Linked DNA regions of Pan troglodytes: region 1 is linked to region 2. The links are chromatin contacts, called in public Hi-C maps. All regions are on one chromosome and are shown on one strand. Each heading gives the region's core, a stretch centred on a gene start, on an enhancer-like site or on the middle of the called end of the contact. The rest is flanking DNA. Distances are from core to core; before and after follow the strand shown.

Region 1 (3,904 bases), core at 1,143-3,642, 360 kb before region 2:
GATAGTCACTGTGTATATTAAAGGCCCTGAACAGTTCTAGAGAAAAATGAGTTTGTATAACGGCATTCCTCACTGTGTGCTGGGAGTCTTCCCATTCCCCACACCCTTCCCCGATATAATGAAATGCAAATGTAAAAACAAATGGGCTGGATATATACATAGTGACATAGAAAGAGACCCATTATGAATTACTTTACTTTTATATGAAAAACAAATATAGGTTTATATAAAAACAGAAAAAGGCCAGAGGCTAGACACCAAACTGTAAACAGTGGTTATCATCTGCCAGGGTGGGTATTTGTTATGGGGTTCTGTTCACTTTCTACCTCACTTGTCTCTAGTTAGGATTTTTCAACACGAATGTACATTGTTACGTAATCAGAGAAAAAAGTTATATCACTTTTGGGAGGGGGAAGGAAAGAATCACCTAGAACCAATAGTCTTCAGAATGCCATCAGGGTCCCTGTTAAAATGTGGCACCCAAAACTAACAGAATATTTTTGAAGAGAGGAGAAAAAGAAGGTAAGCGACATCTACTCTCCACCTACTACATCCCAAGCTGTTGGGAATGTGGCATAAATTATCCCATTTAGTCTCAGCAATCTGATTATTCCTATTTTTTCAGACAAGGAACAAGACTCAGAAGTGTATGTATTTTGCTCAAGACCTAAAAAAGAGGAGGAGCTACTGCATGCCTACTACATGGCACTGCGTCATTATCTGTCTTGTAGATATGTCTTATACTTCTTATATATCATGTGTTCTTTCTCCCTGATAATGTGGTGGTTTTTTATATCTAAGGATATCTATCTTGGTTTTCTAATATATCTTATACCTTTTAAGGAGTAATATGGGCTGAATTATATCCCCCTCCAACATTCTTAGGATTGCTTCAACCCCCAGGATCTCACAAGGTATTTAGAGACAGGGCCTTTAAAGAAGTGACTAAGTTAGAATGAGGCCCTTAGGGTGGGCTGTAATCCAATCTGATTGGTGTCCTTAAAATGTGAGGACATTTGGACACAGGCTAAGGGGTGACCATGTGAGGACACAGAGAGAAGGTGGTCAACTGTTTGCAAGCCAAGGAGAGAGGCTTCAGAATAAACCAAACCTGCTGACACCTTGATCTTGAACTTGCAGCCTCCAGAACTGTGAGAAAATAAGTTTCTGTTGCATAAGCCACCTGGTCCGTGGTATTTTGTTATGGCAGCCCAAGCAGACTAATACAAGGGAATTATTATGATTTATACTTGTTTAAATCACCTCGTAGTGCTTCGCATACAGCAGATGTTTTATAAGCATTTTGATGATTTATCATTTTGATCCGCTTTCATCCATTTATTCAATCAGTCATACCTGAGCAACGCCCTGTGCCAGGCTCTGTAATAGATCCTGGGGATAAAACAATGAACAAAATAAGAAAAATATCTGCCATCATGAAACTTAGATTCTACTAGGGGAGAAGATAAACAAATAAAGTAAAAACTATGTTTACATAGTAAAAAACATAATATGGTACGTAGTGCTAAATGTTAAAGAGAAAGAGAAAACAGAGTTAGGAAGAGGATATGGAATGTGCGGGGAGGGTGGTATGTCCAGGGAAGACTTCCTGAAGTATACCACATTGGGATAGACTTTTTAACGTTAGACAACCCTCCCCTACATCCCCACAAAAATCACAGGGCTGCCTTGAGTAGGTTTCCAGAGGTCATTTTAAGCTTCTCCTCAAAGTCAGCAAAAATATACTTCCTGCACTCTCCCAAGTCCTAAAGCTGCGTAGCAACAGGTCATTAACCAGCTAATAGATAAATACACAGGTCAGTCACAGACCTGTTTTCCCCTATGAAAAACTGATTAGTCCTAGGGTCACTTTTCTGGTTCAGAAACATTGTCTTTCTCCCACTTTCAAAACATGACTGGGCAATCATTCAGGAAAAACATAAAGAGAGAGAATACCTAAAAGTTATTTGCATCCAGTCAAAAATGGAAATGACTTTTAGCATTTGTTTGCATTCCTGCTAGAAAGGACCTATGATGTTTTGTTTGCTCACACAGCTTCCTATTTAAATGGCAGTAGAAAACAGTGAAGGGAAGTAGTTGGAGAGAGCAGAGAGACTGAATCATTTCCAGGATTTACTGATTTGCTGGCTGACCCTGACTAAATCTCCTTAACCTCTCTTTCTTGAATCCATCATTTGACACAATAGCGGGGATAAAGAAACTTGCTGTTTTGATGTTGTTATCAGACGTTTAGAGTTTGTGGTTAGAAGAGACAAAAGCAGGCTGCCGTATTTGCATAGTATTTTCGTTCTTCTTCCTCTCTTGTTTGGTTGCTCTTGTAATCAACTCAGGATAGGCAGTTCCCTTCCTCAGACCTCCCCAGACCCATGAGGAGACAAACTGCCTGGCTCGCTCACTCTTTGGGGACAGCCATTGCTCAAACCTGGTGGTTGTGAGCTAAGGGTTAAACCCGTGGCTGCCTTGACCTGCAGCATCCCCTTGTTTCAACCACAATTTCAGCTTCATTACACCTATCTGTACCTGCAGGGCAATCTCCGTGACAGGAAAGGAACAGAGAGAACTGAGTGAATTTCATGGGCTCTGCTGAGCCACCCTGATTACCTTGGAATACAGGGCATGCACAAAGGAGGTAGCCTCCCAGATAAGACCTTCTGTTGTGATGCCTCTCCCGGGTCCTGGTCCTGAGACTGGTGAAAGTAAACCTTCTGTATTCAATAACTGCAAATGTGACATCGCAGCAGCTGGGAGGAGCTGTTTCCCAGGCTCTTCATCACAGACAAGTAAAGACAGCACAAGGTGAAGAGGCTCTTGGTAATTGAGGCCTGGAGGCTACTAGCAGCATTCCTGACTCTACCCATTCCCAGGACCTCATCTACCCCTGCCAGATCCCCTTAGGATTCCCCCAAGTGACAGATGGCTCTCCCAGATGGCCAATCGGCACAGATGTGATCCCAGCCTTTAGATAAACAATAGCTTTTGCTGGCATGTACAGTAACCTAAATTTGTCCAATTATAAAATCCAGCAAATGCGACAGTCTTGGACAGACCCTGTTTCTAGGCCTCCATGGTCAATTCGAGGACACAGGCACTACGCAGAGTGGAAGAAAATGACATGATGTTTAGGGAAAGCCTGAGTTCTGGTCCCAGCTCCTCCACCAAAGAGCTGAATGACCTTGGCTAAGTCCCTTCCCTGCTGCAGGCCTCAGTGTGCCCATCTGTATTGTTTACAGCTATGGGGCTTGAAGGCCCATCATCTGTGGGCCAGGAACGTGTCAGTTTCATTATCTTGCCCTTTGAAATCTTACCGAAGTTCGTTTAAACTTCATCCCACTTGTGGTGAGACCCCATCCTCCCAGTCTCTGGAAATGAGAAGAGGAGGCGGCTCATGGCTTTGCTCTCACCTCTGCCCCTGAGCTGCTGTTTCTTGTGAATTCACTCAGCTTATTGCTCAGGTGTGCTAATCAGGCCTGTGATGGTGGCCATGCAGCACTTCACTCTGTCACTGGTGAGCAGTCACATGGATTTCTCACACATGGCCATTGGGTGGGAGGCGAACTTAAAACATTTGGAAGGAAAATGAGGGAAACCATAAAGACTTGATTTTAGACACCATAGTCCTTGAAGGACCATCCCTGCCAATCTGGGCCCCAGGCTCTGGCCATACAAGTCAGACCTCATTCTCCTTCCCCACTCCCTGTTTCCTCTGGGGAATAAAAGCAAATCCTCTGGCTCTCTATGCAAAACAATTCACTTCTTGTTCTGTCCTAGTCTACCAGCTCTGCTTTTTCCTTCCAGACCTTCTAAAGCATTATATTTTCACTCCCAAATATCCCAACAATGTATTTTTCTCCATGTCATTAGTTCCCTTCAAAGAGTAATTCTG
Region 2 (3,584 bases), core at 1,037-3,536:
CCTGGATTAGCAGAATCAGCGTCACCTGGGTTCTTATTTGAAATGCAAATACAGACCTACTGAACTCTGGGGGTGGGGCCAACAGTCTGGCTTAGCAGGCTCTGCAGGTCATCGTGACACATGCCAGGGCTGAGAACCATTGCCCCAGAAGCACTTAGGCCTCTCATTGGGCTCTCCTGTTCCTAGGAAGATCACAAGGATGGCATAGCCCACCCACCGTGTGCCCCTGGATGGGTGTACGGCTGTGGAGGACACCGGAGAAGCAAGAACTTGATTTCTGCCCTGAAAGCCAAGTGTGCCAGCTGCCTGTGGGGCAGGTCTGGTGTAGTTTTGATGATCAGAGGGAGTATGAGCCAGCATGTCGCCGAGTCCTGGAGCCTGGAAAGAGGGCGGGCTTAAATCAGACAAAAGCAAATTCAAATCCTGCCTTTGCTAGTGACCAGCTGAACAATCTGACCAAATTGTGTAACCTAAGTCTTACTGTCGTCACCTGTAAAGTAAGGCGGTAACATCTACCAGAAATGACTATTGTGGGGAATGGAAAGTATGGTATCTAGAGGGTGCCCAGTAAACATTTGTTTTTAAAACGAAGAGTGAGGATATGAAACTGTAAAAGGATGTGTCTGTGCACTATCCAGCCCCAATTACGCTTCCATTTGCTTTCATTCAAGGTTGATCCAAATGGCTCTGCTTTATCTAACTAAGCATTAACAACCACTTCTCTTTTGACTGCTAGTGCTGGTATTGGTATATTGATATAATCATGGCTATATATTTGGAGCACTTACAATGTGCCAGGATTGTGCTGAAAAATACACATATGCTCTTTTTATATTTTCATAATGGTTTTATGAGAGAAGTATGGCAGGCAAAATAGCGAAGTCCATACCCCAATCCCTAGAGCCTGGCAATCTGTTACCTTGCATGGAAAGCGACCTTGCACATGCGATTCAGTTAGGACCTTGAGATGGGAGATGATCCTGGATTAACTAGGCGAGCTCAGTGTAATTACAGGTCCTTATAAGAGGCGGGCAGGAGAGTCAGAGTGAAAGAAGGAGATTTAATGACAAAAGCACAGGACACACAAACAGGAAGAGAAAGATTTGAAGACGCTACACTGCTGGCTTTGAAAGTGGAAGAAAGGGCAAAGAGAATGCAGGTGGCCTGCAGAAAGTAGAAAACGCAAGAAAACAGATTTCTCCCTACAGCTTTCAGAAGAAATACAAGCCTGCCAACTCCTTGATTTGAAGACTTCTGACTTTCAGAACAGTTAGTAGATTTGTGTTGATTTAAGCCACTGCATTTATTGTAATTGATCACTGCAGCCACAGGAAACCAATACAGGAAGTCTTATGACTCAACCGACTTGACAAATGAGGAAACTGGGGATCAGCAAGGCACAGCAGCTCACCTTGGGTCACACAGCTAGGAGGCAGTGCAGAAGTAAACACACCCACATCCAATTCTAGTACACACGCTTAGAACTATTATGATGGACACGGTGCCTCTGGGAGTAGGTGTCCTGCAGAGTGAGGACTGCCTTCTGGGGGTTCTTTTCAATTTTACCATCCTGATAGGGTCAACAGAAAGGTCCACCCTGGGATGCTGCCCAAGGAACATCATACTTCCTGATGAAATCCAATGAATTTTTCTTCCCAGGTGCCCTGTACCATGAATGTGAGCTGTTTCTTTTTTTCTGAGGCCGTTTGTAAGGAAGACAATTGCTGGGGGGTTTGAAGGAAAAACAGGAAGTGGCTTCAGCATCCAATGCAAATCAATCAACTGCTGGAAGAAGAGCCAAGAAAAGAAAGCTTTTTTTTTTTTCATGAAAATGGAAAAACGAAACCAAGCCACAGACAACAATAAAGAAACGTCAAGGCTAGAAAGGCTGGAGAAGGCCTCAGCATGGACTAGCTCCCTGCTGAAGCCGTGGTGTTTACGTCCCGTGTGAGGAAGAGGCAGAGAGGGGATACCACTCTTCCTCTCACTTAACAAGGTTATCCTCTGCTGCCACAGAAGAGGAACCTGCAGAAGAGGAGGCAGAGCTGGCCACCAAGAGAGAAGCTGTAGGCAGAGGATACCAGGCAGAGAGGTATCATCGGGACCCCAAAGAGCCAAGCTCCAGATTGAAAGTATTTTTTAGCATCAACGTCAAGCCAGGGCCTTAAAAGACGCCAGATTTTTTTTTTTTTTTTTTTTTTTTCAAGCTGTGTACAGGGCTGCAAGAGTGCAAGGCCCAGAATGGCAAGGGTTAAGGCGAAGGGAGGCTGGATTCCCCATTCAGTTCCACAGATGCCTGGCGTCTGCAGGGGACTTGGCATATGCTAGGGGATCCCTGGGGCCAGTCAGAGGAGTCAGGCCAGCCCTGCCTTCAGGAGTGTTCTTATGCTCTGGCAGGGGGAATACAGCAAGTTCCCAAGCTCCTTTAAGGTGAGATCCAGCAGGATGGAGGCACAGGAAGGTACAAAGAGTGGTGTGGCTTGGAGGGAGAAAGAAATCACATCAACTGAGTGGATAGAAATGGGTAATAATTGAGAGGTCACTCCAAGGCAGGTTCCAAGCTAGAAATGATCAGATGAGTGATCTCATTTAGGCTGTCAGAGACTTTGGGAGGTAAGCATTACACCCGTGCAGCTTGGCCTCAGAGAGGTTAAATAACTCGCCCAAACACAGCTAGCACCTGCTAGAACTAGGACTGAATCTCGGTGTTTTGATTTCAAGCCCAGCATACTGTCCACCAGACTGAGCAGACTCCTGGTGAGGGGAACCATAAAACGCTTCATGTATCATTTAATGACACGGAAAGATGTTCAAGAGAAATAGCTAAGTAGATAAGGCAGGTTATGTGATCTAGCTCTCATTAAGACACACGTTTTTATTTATCCTAAAAATATCAAGATTAATATATAATACAAGGGCCAGGCACAGTGGCTCACACCTGTAATCCCAGCACTTTGGGAGGCCGAGGTGGGCAGATAACTTGAGCTCAGGAGTTCGGGACCAGCCTGGCTAACATGGCGAAACCCTGTCTCTACTAATTACAAAATTACTATTTTGTGATTTTGTAAAAATACAAAAATTAGTTGGGCATGGTGGTGCATACCTGTAGTCTCACCTAGTAGGGAGGGTGAGGCAAGAGAATCGCTTGAACCCAGGAGGTGGAGGTTGCAGTGAGCCAAGATCACGCCACGGCACTCCAGCCTGGACAACAGAGCAAGACTCCGTCTCAAAATACATATACACACACACACGCGCGCGTGCGCGTGTATATATGTGTATATATGTATGTTTTTAATATATATTATATATATACATTACAAGTTTTCTACAGGAAACAACACTCAGCATATTCCTAAATACTAGTAGAACTCTGGGCTTTTACAACTGTTTGGTGGAGTTTTGTCTGAGCAAGTTTCCATATGTTTTATAGGTGCCTGAAAAGGTGGGTGAACATCAGGGGATATCCACAAGAGCAAATATACAGAAGCAAGAAATGTTAGAACCATCTTTGCATCTGTGTGAATGTGCAGGAAACATGCATTGAAGTGTGGCTGTAATACAGGGACTGTGTAGGAGAGTGGTGG

The links. A called contact is a pair of places that touch in the nucleus more often than the background predicts.
Region 1: a Hi-C map of induced pluripotent stem cells shows a contact between it and region 2, with 2.1 times the contacts expected there. The contact joins two enhancer-like sites. A contact is called at or near these places in 1 of 7 Hi-C or Micro-C datasets (induced pluripotent stem cells) and 1 of 1 other capture datasets (stem cell-derived neural stem cells).

What each region holds. Positions count from the first base shown.
Region 1 is chr16:53,537,164-53,541,067 of NHGRI_mPanTro3-v2.0_pri, reverse strand. No RefSeq gene overlaps it. Among named protein-coding and RNA genes, the nearest start is that of RORA, 300 kb to the right of the region's middle. Within about 2 kb of position 2,392, at least 2 of the 24 cell types and tissues checked have an H3K27ac peak or open chromatin away from gene starts, as enhancers often do. A contact at or near this core is called in induced pluripotent stem cells, where this site is marked.
Region 2 is chr16:53,173,418-53,177,001 of NHGRI_mPanTro3-v2.0_pri, reverse strand. All of the region lies in intron 1 of RORA (RAR related orphan receptor A), which reads left to right. Among named protein-coding and RNA genes, the nearest start is that of RORA, 60 kb to the left of the region's middle. Within about 2 kb of position 2,286, at least 1 of the 24 cell types and tissues checked has an H3K27ac peak or open chromatin away from gene starts, as enhancers often do. A contact at or near this core is called in induced pluripotent stem cells, where this site is marked.